Linked DNA regions of Oryctolagus cuniculus: region 1 is linked to region 2. Evidence: chromatin contacts called from public Hi-C data. All regions are on one chromosome and are shown on one strand. The core of a region is the stretch at or near the end of the contact, and the rest is flanking DNA. Distances in the headings are between cores, read along the strand shown. Region 1 overlaps SORBS1 (sorbin and SH3 domain containing 1). Region 2 has its middle 35 kb from the start of SORBS1.

Region 1 (5,463 bases), core at 2,136-4,635, 160 kb before region 2:
GCATTTTCCACCTTCTAGAATACTTGGGCTGTGGGAGGCCCCCACCAGAAAGGCCCAAACACCACCAACTGACAACAGCAGCTAGTGCCAAGCCACCAAACATCACTAACCATTTAACAGCACCAAGCCACCGGGCATCGTGCAGGACGCTCCACATGCGTCCTCCTCCCAACAGCCCCGGGGCAGGCACATGGATCAACCCCATTCCACAGGGGAGATCTTTAGGGATCAGAGAGTGCATATTCATCCGAGGTCACACAGCCAACAGGTGGTGGAGATGCAATGTGAACACACACCTGAGGCGGTCCAGTGTCCAGGGTCTAAAGCTCAACACCCTGGACCACACACTCAGGTGGCCTGTGTTGCTGACCAGGGTGGGCGGCAGGGGCTTCTCTGGTCTCTCTTCACTCCTACTTTGCACTGGCCTTGGAACTGTCCTCTGCTTTCCTAGGAGCAGGGTCATCCAGCCACCGCATCTCTCAGCTGGCTGGTTCCCTAGCCCAGTCCTGCATGGGCAGGCTACAGGGATGAGCTCAAAGAAGCTGACCATCTCACCACTCACTCCCTAGGCCCTGAGCCATCTCATCCACAACGAAGGCCAAGTGCGCGCACTGGTTCTTGCAACAGGATTATCTGCTCAGTCATATCTATGCTTAGTCGCATCTACAATGAACTGGTGGTGACTGGCAGTCTGGGCTCTGACCACCACCCCAGCACAGGAGAGACAAGGAGATGACAGTCCCAGAGGGTGGCTGATGAGTTCAGGAGAGAAAGCATGAGGGCCCTGCCTTCCTGTGTGACTTTGAGGCTGTGCCCTCAGCCCCAAGGGAGGCTCACCTGGCTGGCTTTCCCGCTGTGGGGTTTCCTGGGGGCTCACGGGACCGCTGCTTGGGGTCTCCCTGTAGGAGGATGAGGCCCGGAGAGTCACCGCTCCCTTCCCGGTGCAGATTTTCGTAGGATCCATTTCTGAAAAGACAAGACCCAAAAGACAAGACTGAATCCAGGACACCAGAAGGATTAAACCACAGGCGGTTAGCGAGCTGTTACAGCCAGGAAATGAGATGAACCTGGTTACAGCCACGCAAAGTCTTGGGAGACTTGCAGGCGGCGGAGTGGGACAGACCATGTTCTCAGAAGCTGACCCTGCACCACGCACCACGAGGTTAGGGGGAATGGAGGCAGTGGTGAGTTCTGAGGAAATGCGGGAGTCACAAAATCAGCTGCAAGCACTTCAGCGTGGACACGCACTTCTGTCTTTCATGACATGAAGTTTAGGTTGGTGAGCGGATTTCTGGCCGATTAGTAAGGCACGGCTCAAGACAGGGTTTACAGAAGATCCCTCAAGCTTCCAAGTCGTCCTGCTCATCGCAGAGCAAGTCGGCAACACAGGGAGTCGGGCGCATGTTCTCCAACAGGAAACAGGAAAAGTAACTCCTTGTAGCGCAAGTCAGGTCCCCAGAGATGAGGAGGCAGATGGCAGCAGCGCTGGCGGGAGCCCAGGGGTGAGGGCCTTGCATTCCAGGTGCAAGGAAGAGAACTCACAGTGACGAAAAGCCCGGGAAAGGCCGTCTTGATGAGCCGCCTCCACTGAGCCTCAGCCGAGTCTATACAGGGCCCCAACCCCCTAACAGCCCAACCACCTTTGGGGGTTCCTGGAGAGGACATAAGAGTCCAGCAGACTCCTCCTACCCAGAAGCAACACGTGGGAAACATGGACACCTGGACCCAAGTGCCAAAGCCTGCATGCCCCATGCTTTCTCCTATGCACACCTGCCCGCGATGAGGTTTCCTTTGTGAATTAGCCACAGTGAGAGATGAACAGTAATTCAGAAAACTAGAGCAACTCTAACAGTATGCCTGTGTGCTGGAATACAAGTGATTTAAAGCTTATGAGCTGCTCAGTTCTGGGTTCTTACATTTAATATTTTTAGAGCACGGTTTACCTTAGGTGGCTGAAATCATGGAAAGCAAAACTATGAATCTGGAGGGTCTACCATAAGCTTTGAAAGATCTGGAGGAGCTGGCACTGTGGCGTAGCAGGTTAAGCCACCGCCTGCCACACTGACATCCCATATAAGCACCAGTTCAAGTCCTGGCTACTCCACTTTCCATCCCGCTCCCTGCTAATGTGCCTGGGAAAGCAGCAGAAGATGGCCCAAGTGCTTGGGAGACCAAGGTGGAGTTCTGGGCTCCTGGCTTTGATCTGGCCCAGCCGCAGCCACAGCCACAACCATTGCAGCCATGTGGGGAGTGACCCAGCAGATGGAAGATCTCCATCTCTCTCTCTCTCTCTCTCTCTCTCTCCTTCTTTTTCTGTACTGCTGCCCTTAAATTAAAAAAAAAAAATATTTATGAAAATAAAAAGAAAGGTCCTAGAAGCCCATCCTCCAGGAACAACAGTGATGGGGTGGCAGGGACCCAGTGCAGACCACGCAATTCTAGAAGGCACAAATGCCAAGGGTCTCTTTATGTGCAGCTGAGCTAAGCTGAACTCCAAAGTGGTTTTCTTTTCAAATTGCTCCCAGCTTGGATCCGTAGCTTGAAATCGCCACAAATGTGATTACAGGTTAAAGTTCAGGGTGCCCGTTTGGACAGGATGTGGGCTCGGACTTCCAGTGCACTCCCAGGGAAGGGCAGAGAGAACCAAAGCCTCTTTTCTCCTCGCTTTCCAACCCGGCAGTGCCCTTTCTATAGCTTGGGCAAAATCGACGTTAGCATTACAGGAGAGAACAGATCTGCCCCGTCAGCGCCTCTTCCACTGGGAACAAAGCACAAAACCCAAAACATGTGGCCCAGCACGCAGAGGCCTCCGGGCCCACCTGACTCGTCCAACCCGATCAGAGGCGAAGTGCATGATGCCACAAAACTTCTGGGAACCCGGGCTCCAGAGGGTGAGGGGCAACCTGGCCAACGCAGCGCAGCTGATGCACAGCAGATCTGCCCGACTCGGGAAAACACCGGGGGCTGAAGTGCGGCCCAGCCCTCACTGGCCCATTCTGTCCAGAAGGAAGCTGACATTTGAACTGCATCCTCTCCCCTTCCTGGAGAGCAGAGGCAGGAAGGGACTGCAGGTGACGTCGGCCAGGGGCGGGCCTAGGTGTGGCATCAAGGCAGCTTCTTCCAACTCAGCCCAACCCGGAGGTTCCCAGGAGGCCAGGTTCGTTCTCAGGGAGATGGGAGCTGGCAATCTCTAGGGAGAGTCCAGGCAGTCCATGCACCCCGGACGCACCCCAGAGCGAATGTCTGGTCTCTGCACTGACCCTCCTCCCGGAGGAGGGACAAAGGACAAGACCCCTGGACTCAGTTCTTCTCCATGCTCACTGGCCTCCAGAAAAGAACACACACACTGGAGCTCACACTCACACACACTCACACACACACACACACACACACACGCAGAGGAGGACCAGCAAAGAACTGAGGAAGTAAAGGGAATGCGTCCTGAACAAGCAAGGGTTAAGCCTCAAAGTATTAGTCAGAGAAGGAAGAGGGAAAACCATGCATGATCTGCTATGAAGAAAGAGAAGCACCCCCTCCCCAGGCGAGATACCTGCAGGGAGTACCAGGCCTGAAGCACTTTTCACTGTCTTCACGGGAATGATTTGAACAGCAGAAATAGAGCGTGCACGTAAAGGGCCGGCAGTTGCTGAAAACACAAAAGGGTAAATGGTGCCTCCAGAAAGAGCATTTGGGAAACACTCAGGCAGTTGAGGAACTGGGCAGGGACAATGGGAGGAAGTCGCCCCCACGAAAAGAACAATACACAGAGCAGTGGATGCAGTAATTAAAAATAACCCGCTTTCCCTCTTCAAGGTTCTGGGCCAAGACGGCAGAACCCGCCCTCCAACCAGCCCCCAACCCCAGCTGGTCAGTGCTTATCAGTGTCTCCTGCCACACCAGGCGCCTGCCAAGGCTCTGGACAAAGAGATCTTCAGAGACACAGATGGCCTGGCAAACAGAGGAAGGGGACAGCAGTCAGGCCCAAGGGGCCCCTTGGGAGAATGTTGGGGTGTCTGTGCTCCAGCCAGGGCTCCGAGGAGGACAGCCATGGCCCAAGGGCTCCGGACAAGTGGAGGAAGTAAAGGAACACATTTGTGGGTTGCTGGGTCCCTTCACCATCACAGCTGCCACCCCAAAACCACAGCATCTAGGGTCCTGTGCCTCTGACAGTCATAGGCCTCTGGCCCATGCAAATCAGAACCCCCATCTGCTGCATGGCAGATGGTCTTGCTTAAACCTACCTTCTCCTGGGCTGGAGGTGCCAAGTGGCCAAGTGCATGCTTAAGACTTTGGGCAGTACCCAAGTGCAGAGTTCATGATGCTGACCCTCACTGGGCTAAGGTAGAACAGGGAGACTGCCCAGGATGTGGGGAAGGCTGCAGTCCCCTGGTCCTGGGTGCCCGTGCTTACTGATCTGTAGGGTGCCTGAGCTCCCTGCCTGCCCAGATCCTGCAGTCCCCATGGTGGACACGTCCTCCTTGTCCTCCCTCTTTAACATCAGCACAGAAAATGCCAGCCCTTGTGCTACGGCACCGAAGTCGCTGCAGAGAGTAACACCCTGAGGCCTTGCAGCCCTGGATCCTCAGAACACTGGGTGGGGATGGGACTGCTGCTTCTGAATCGGCATTGTGCTGGCAAGCCTGCCAAGGGGACAGGAGAGAGGACCTGGGTGGCAGACACTTGAGCCCAGCACGCCATCACTTCGTAAGGCATATGGTAGTCACATGGCGTATGGCTGTCACTGAGTCAACGGTGACAGCAGCATGTGTATTAAGACACAAACAGGCTTCCACAGCAGTCCTACTGACTGCTCCGAATCACCTGGGAGACTGGCCCCCAGGTGTTGACCATGCTAAAACACTCCCCTGTCACACAGGCACTGCCCGAGATTCCCTAAGCACAACCCAGCCAACACTGTCCAGGACCCCGGGGACACCGCAGACGGGCCCACAGCAGTAGCGGAGCAGGGTGACCCCGCTGGGAGGTAGGGAAATCTGGAGAGCGGCAGGACACCTGCTGTGCCTTCCTCGCAGGCTGCTCCCACTGAGTCCCCGCTCTGCCCCGGCTCAAAGGGAACACCTAGCGGAATCCGACAGAAATGCAGAGGCTGAAGTGTGAAATGACTCTTTGGGAGAGATTGTGTTTTGACTTAGACAACCTGTTCCAGGCTTGCCACTCTTGCTTTTTGGTAAAATTTTGCTTGGTGAGCATTCCTGGGCTTCGCAGAACGCAGGATCTGGGGCAGGAGTAACTGCAGCAGATGGTATGGTCCATGAGAGCACTCCTCCCACAATGCCTGTTAGTGAGGGGCAGACCCAGGACTTGAACCTGCGCCTCATCACTCCAAGTTCAGTGCTTCGCCACAGTGGCATCGGGAGCACGGCTGTGAGGCTCTCAGCCAGCCATGCAGAGGAGGTCACAATGACCATCTCCAGGGCAAAGGGGACCTCAGAGGTCTTCTTA
Region 2 (5,183 bases), core at 1,443-3,942:
TCTTTGGAGTAACAAGACTCCTTTTCTAAAACACGAGTGCCTCCAAGACAATCACCCCTGTCTCAGTCTGTCCGGGATGGTCTAACAAAATATCATAGGTGAGGGGATTTAAACAACAGACGTGTATTGCTCATGGTCTGGCAACCAGCAAGCCCAAGATCAAGTCCCAGATTCGAGTCCTGGTGAGGGCCAGCTCCTGGCTTGCAGAGGCCGCCAGTCTTGTCCCCTTGGTGTGTCCTCACAGCAGGTGCTGCAAGCACGCTGCTGTCTTTTCTTACAGGGCCTTTAGTATCATCAGGAAGGCCCCGCCCTCACGATCTCCAACTCGAATAACCTCCCCAAAGCTCCATCTCCACATATCGTCATCTGGGGCTTAGGTCTCTCTCTTTTTTTTTTTTTTTTTTTTTTTGACAGAGTGGACAGTGAGAGAGAGAGAGAAAGGTCTTCCTTTTTGCCGTTGGTTCACCCTCCAATGGCAACCGTGGCTGGCGCGCTGTGGCCGGCACACCGCGCAGATCCGATGGCAGGAGCCAGGTACTTCTCCTGGTCTCCCATGGGGTGCAGGGCCCAAGCACTTGGGCCATCCTCCACTGCACTCCCTGGCCACAGCAGAGAGCTGGCCTGGAAGAGGAGCAACCGGGACAGAATCCGGTGCCCCAACCGAGACTAGAACCCGGTGTGCCGGCGCCACTAGGCGGAGGATTAGCCTAATGAGCCGAAGTGCCTGGGGCTTAGGTCTTTAAAATGACTTTGGGCAGGGAGACACATTCAGACAATAACAACCCCCACTGGGCCATCAGATTCCAAGCAGGCAACACATTGGTGGTTAAGCAATCTGCAGCCTAATTTCCTGTTCTTCAGTCCGCACCCCTACGTGGGCACAGCAGCACTGCCTACAACTCGCTCTTTCCTCTCTGGAACTGTCAGAGACTTTGTCTTTTCTCCACATCTCCTATAGCAATTTCGCTTTCTACCACCAATCCTGCAGTATAAAAGCTGTGCATCTGCACAAGGGAATAACAAGGTCTTCTAAGAAAAATCCACTCTTTAGAGTTATTAGGAGTAACTGGCAAACACCAATTACACAAGGGACTTGTTAACAACTCCCGTTCCTGCCCTAGCCCCAGAAATCTTGGCTCAAGAGATCCGGGCATCTCATCTCATCTTTCTTGCGCACCTCCACTCATTTTGCTACAATGATGCTTGGACCACAGTTTGCAGAACACTGAGGCCCACAGATCTGGCAGTTAACCTGTATGTGTGTATATAAACGTCCACCCAAGGCTTGGGCAGCTGTGGATGTCAGACAGGAAAAACAACTTGTTCAGCTAATTTGCAAGTTAGTGATGGATACTCCCCGTCCGCCCTCCCCCCATCTAAATGGAAAGCTGACCCAGGTAGGATGGGGAAATTCAGGCACAAACGTTCAAAGACTTGTCAGTGGCAGAGCTGGGAACTAAATTCTGTGCCAGCTTCGTGCTCCGTCTATCATGGCGGGCTGCAGGTGGCGGTGTGAGCCTCCAGTGTGTGGTCACCTCCCCTGCCACTTCCTCTCCACGAGTGTCCTGGGCGCTGTGGCTGCCTCCCTGGCCTCTGCTGCTTCTCCCCTTCATTGTGCAGCAGGTGAATGGATTCCACACTCAACTCCACCAATCAATTAGTAACATCTTCCTTCCCTACCCGATTTCCCTTCTCTCTCACCAAGAGAACTTCTATTTTCCCAGCCCAGCAACGAGCTCAGATAAGAGTTATACTTTCCAGAACCCTTGAAGATAGGGAGGCCACGAGCCAGTTCTAGTCAAGCCATTGGAATGTCCCTTAGCAGAGGGCAGCTGGCCTATACTCTTGCCTGCTGCCCAGACCTCAGCCCCAGTGGTTGGAATGCCAGGCGCACTTGGACGAGGGCCTCGCCCTAGGAAGGAAGAGCAGAAACCAAAAGCAGCCCGAGTGCCTGATGCCACCAGGGAGCTCTCCCCACAGTCTTGGGCTGCCGTCCTCTACACCTCTTTATATACAAGAGAAAAACACTCCTATCACGTTCAAGTCCTAGCTGTTTGGGTTTTCTGTGGCATGCAGCTCAATTCCTCATCTATGTTAACGACAGGGATTGATCCAGGCCAATTTCCTAAGAGTGGAATTTAAGATTTTTGTTCAATGCGGGAAGCAGGAAACAGTTTTCTGACCTTACTCCACAGCCCACTCACAATGTGGCTGGGCTCAAGTTAGCAGATATCCAGGGTTGTCCTAAGGGATCTGACAGATAACCCTTCCGTGTAGACATTCCTGCCTCTGACCTAATGCTGTTCCCAATCTGGACTCCAGTTAGGCAGGGTGGAGCAGCCAGCATTCGCATTGGCCAGGTCATCATGTCTATCCTCACCCAAGCTGCAGAACAAGGAACGCGTGACTGAGGCCCTGTGTAAGGCCAAGTTCAAGTTGTCTGGTTGCCAGAAGATCCAGCTCAAAGTGAGGCTTTACCAAGTTTAAAGGGGACGAATTTGAAGACACGGTGGCTGAGAAGTGGCTCATCCCAGATGGGCGAGGGGTCAAACACATCCCCGGCTCACCTGAACAAGTGGCAGGCCCTTCACTCGTGAGAGCTTCCACTATCCTGAGGTCTCTTTTCTCAAATCAACAATAATCAATCCTATTTGCTGCCAAAGAAAACAAAAAGAAATGAAAATTCCGAGCCCTCACCCCCGATCTGTGGAATCAGCAGTCTGTGTGGATAAGCGCTGAATGACTGAAGATTCTGAAGCTTGAGAACCACTGAGCTGGAGATGGACAGTGAAGCAGAGCCGCAGCCCTGGTTAGGACTGGCCTGGACTGTACCTTTGTTTGGACTTCTCGGTCACGCAGGCAGATACTGCACATTCCCCACTTTGTTCAAACTGGTGTAAGCTGTGCTTGTTATTTGCTCCTGAAAACATCCCTCGAGATTGCTGCTGCCCTGGCTGCTGTTCCTAACAGGGCAGCAACTGCCACCCAGAATATTCTGTTCCATGTACACCTGAGACAGATTTGAGTAATAATGACATCAACAGCACCTGCCTCGGAGAAAGAAAAGGCATTTTATTAGATTTAAAACCATTGCCAGACAAGATTTCCAGATGACTATGTCCAAATATCCAAATATACAAAATCTTTGTGTTTGTATGGAGATTTAAATACGAAAATCCGATTCAGAAGAGCACACACACTCCATATGTTTTATACTAGACCGTAGTAGTGCCTGTGGGTGTTTGGAAATCCAGTCTCTTGCTGGGTCCCATCCCTGGCAGCCCCTCCCCCCAGCAGCCTCTCTCTTCTAGGCAGGTGATGCTATTCACCTGGATGCATCCTGTTTTTTTTTTTTTTTTTTTTAAAGATTTACTTATTTATTTGAAAGTCAGAGTTACATAGAGAGAGAAGGAGAGGCAGAGAGAGAGAGGGGTCCTCCATCCACTGGTTCACTCCCCAATTGGCCACAATGACCCGAGCTGCGCCGATCCAAAGCCAGGAGCCAGGAGCTTCTTCCAGGTCTCCCACGTGGGTACAGGGGCCCAAGGACTTGGACCATCCTCTTCTGCAGCAGAGAGTTGGAAGTGGAGCAGCCGGGACTCGAACCGGCCCCCATATGGGATGCCTGCACTGCAGGCGGCAGCTTTACTTGCTATGTCACAGTGCCAGCCCTGCACCTTCTCTTTCTTGGGCTCAGAGTAGGTTCTCTGTTGCTGCAACCACTTCTCAACAGCAGCCACTCCCAAAACTCAGGCGCTTAAATGTGTGATCAGACTTGGCTGTTCTCACTGCTCATGCGCAGGGCAATCCTGGGCTTCTGGTGACCAGAAAATCTGGCTCCCCAACACTGCCTCAAGTTACCAGCAGAAACTTCTGGTTTCTCGTAGAACACAGTCAAGGCTACAGTGGCAACTGAAGACTCACAGCAGGAGACCACCTCGCCCCTACTAAGTGCTTGCTTTGTGCCAGAGCTGTGCCCACCTCTGGAGCCAGGACAATCCGTGAGCGTTACCAGACTGCCCACGGCAGGGGGATGAATGGGACTGTGGCTGCATCCTGGCTCCTGTGTAGGGATTGCATCACTTTTGTAGAAAAAGCCAAGAACATGGGTGGCCCATGCTCCCTGTAGAAACCGTCTAAAGCCAAGGTTTCTGCATACAGGAAACTGGCCTTGTTGGGTACCTGAGCTTTACCTGTATCTCCCAGGTCATTGCCCACCCCCATCCCATGCCGTAAGAACTGTGGCTCCAGCAGGGAGACAACACCAGCTGTCTACAACGTAACACCTTCATGTTTAGCCACATGAACCTGCTGCCCCGAACTGGAATATTCACTGCTCCCCAAACTCGTTGGTTTCATCTCCACCTCCGGGTGTTTGCTTGCACCAGCCTCCTGCCTGGATGCTCGGCCCACTGGTTACTGGTAGGACACATCTCTCAGGGCTGAACTCCAGGCCTGCCTGCCCCATGGCCTCTTCTCTCCAAGGGCTCTGGCCCTGTTGGGTCACTTTCTATTTTAGACTCCCGCCCGGGGCACTTGTTGTCCAGTTGCGAGCTTATTGTGGCACTTGCGATATAGTCTCAGCATGACTTTGTTTATTGCCTTTTCAGGCAAGCTATGCCAGAATCCTTGTTCAGAGGGCAGGGCAGGCACGGTGGCTTGCTATTCCATGTAAGGGTCTGGATAAGAGGCAGAGTCTGGGGACAGCCTGGGAACAAGGTTCCACAGGACACCGTGCATCTTGGGGCCCATAAGACATCCTTGGAGCATAAAAGGAAGCGGGAAGTGGTTATTTCTTCAGGAAGGGCCCCAGCAGACAGAACTCATTCAACTGCAGCCTGTTGGGCACCAGGGACCCTAAGGATAGGCTTGATGGAGGGGAAAGAGGTGCGGGGTCGAGCTGTCAGGTGATCCCGAGACAACAAGGCTGGCAGGGCAGCTGGGAGAACGGAGCTATTTACATCCCCAATCTGGGAACGGTGGCCAGGGCTCTGTGCAGCTGGGTGGATGCTTTGGCACACGTCATGGAGACAGCATGCTCGTGTCACACACATGCACCAGACAGACTCGGGCCATCACCACGCTCCCAGTCTGGAAGCTCTGGGGTTTCACGTACTGCTTTCCTCTCTCCCAGCGTGAGTCCCTCCCATGGGGGTTAGCGCTAAGACAGATGGCTCGTCTCC

Evidence for each region. Hi-C and Micro-C count contacts between places; a contact is called where the count stands out from the background.
Region 1: a Hi-C map of embryonic fibroblasts shows a contact between it and region 2, with 4 times the contacts expected there. The contact joins two enhancer-like sites. A contact is called at or near these places in 5 of 6 Hi-C or Micro-C datasets (ear pinna, embryonic fibroblasts, psoas muscle and 2 more).

Annotation. Positions count from the first base shown.
Region 1 is chr15:34,225,458-34,230,920 of mOryCun1.1, reverse strand. SORBS1 (sorbin and SH3 domain containing 1) reads right to left here. Exons shown (of 34, transcript XM_051823967.2): 4 at 3,551-3,646; 5 at 838-966. Among named protein-coding and RNA genes, the nearest start is that of PDLIM1, 130 kb to the left of the region's middle. Within about 2 kb of position 3,385, at least 2 of the 8 cell types and tissues checked have an H3K27ac peak or open chromatin away from gene starts, as enhancers often do.
Region 2 is chr15:34,062,575-34,067,757 of mOryCun1.1, reverse strand. No RefSeq gene overlaps it. Among named protein-coding and RNA genes, the nearest start is that of SORBS1, 35 kb to the left of the region's middle. Within about 2 kb of position 2,692, at least 1 of the 8 cell types and tissues checked has an H3K27ac peak or open chromatin away from gene starts, as enhancers often do.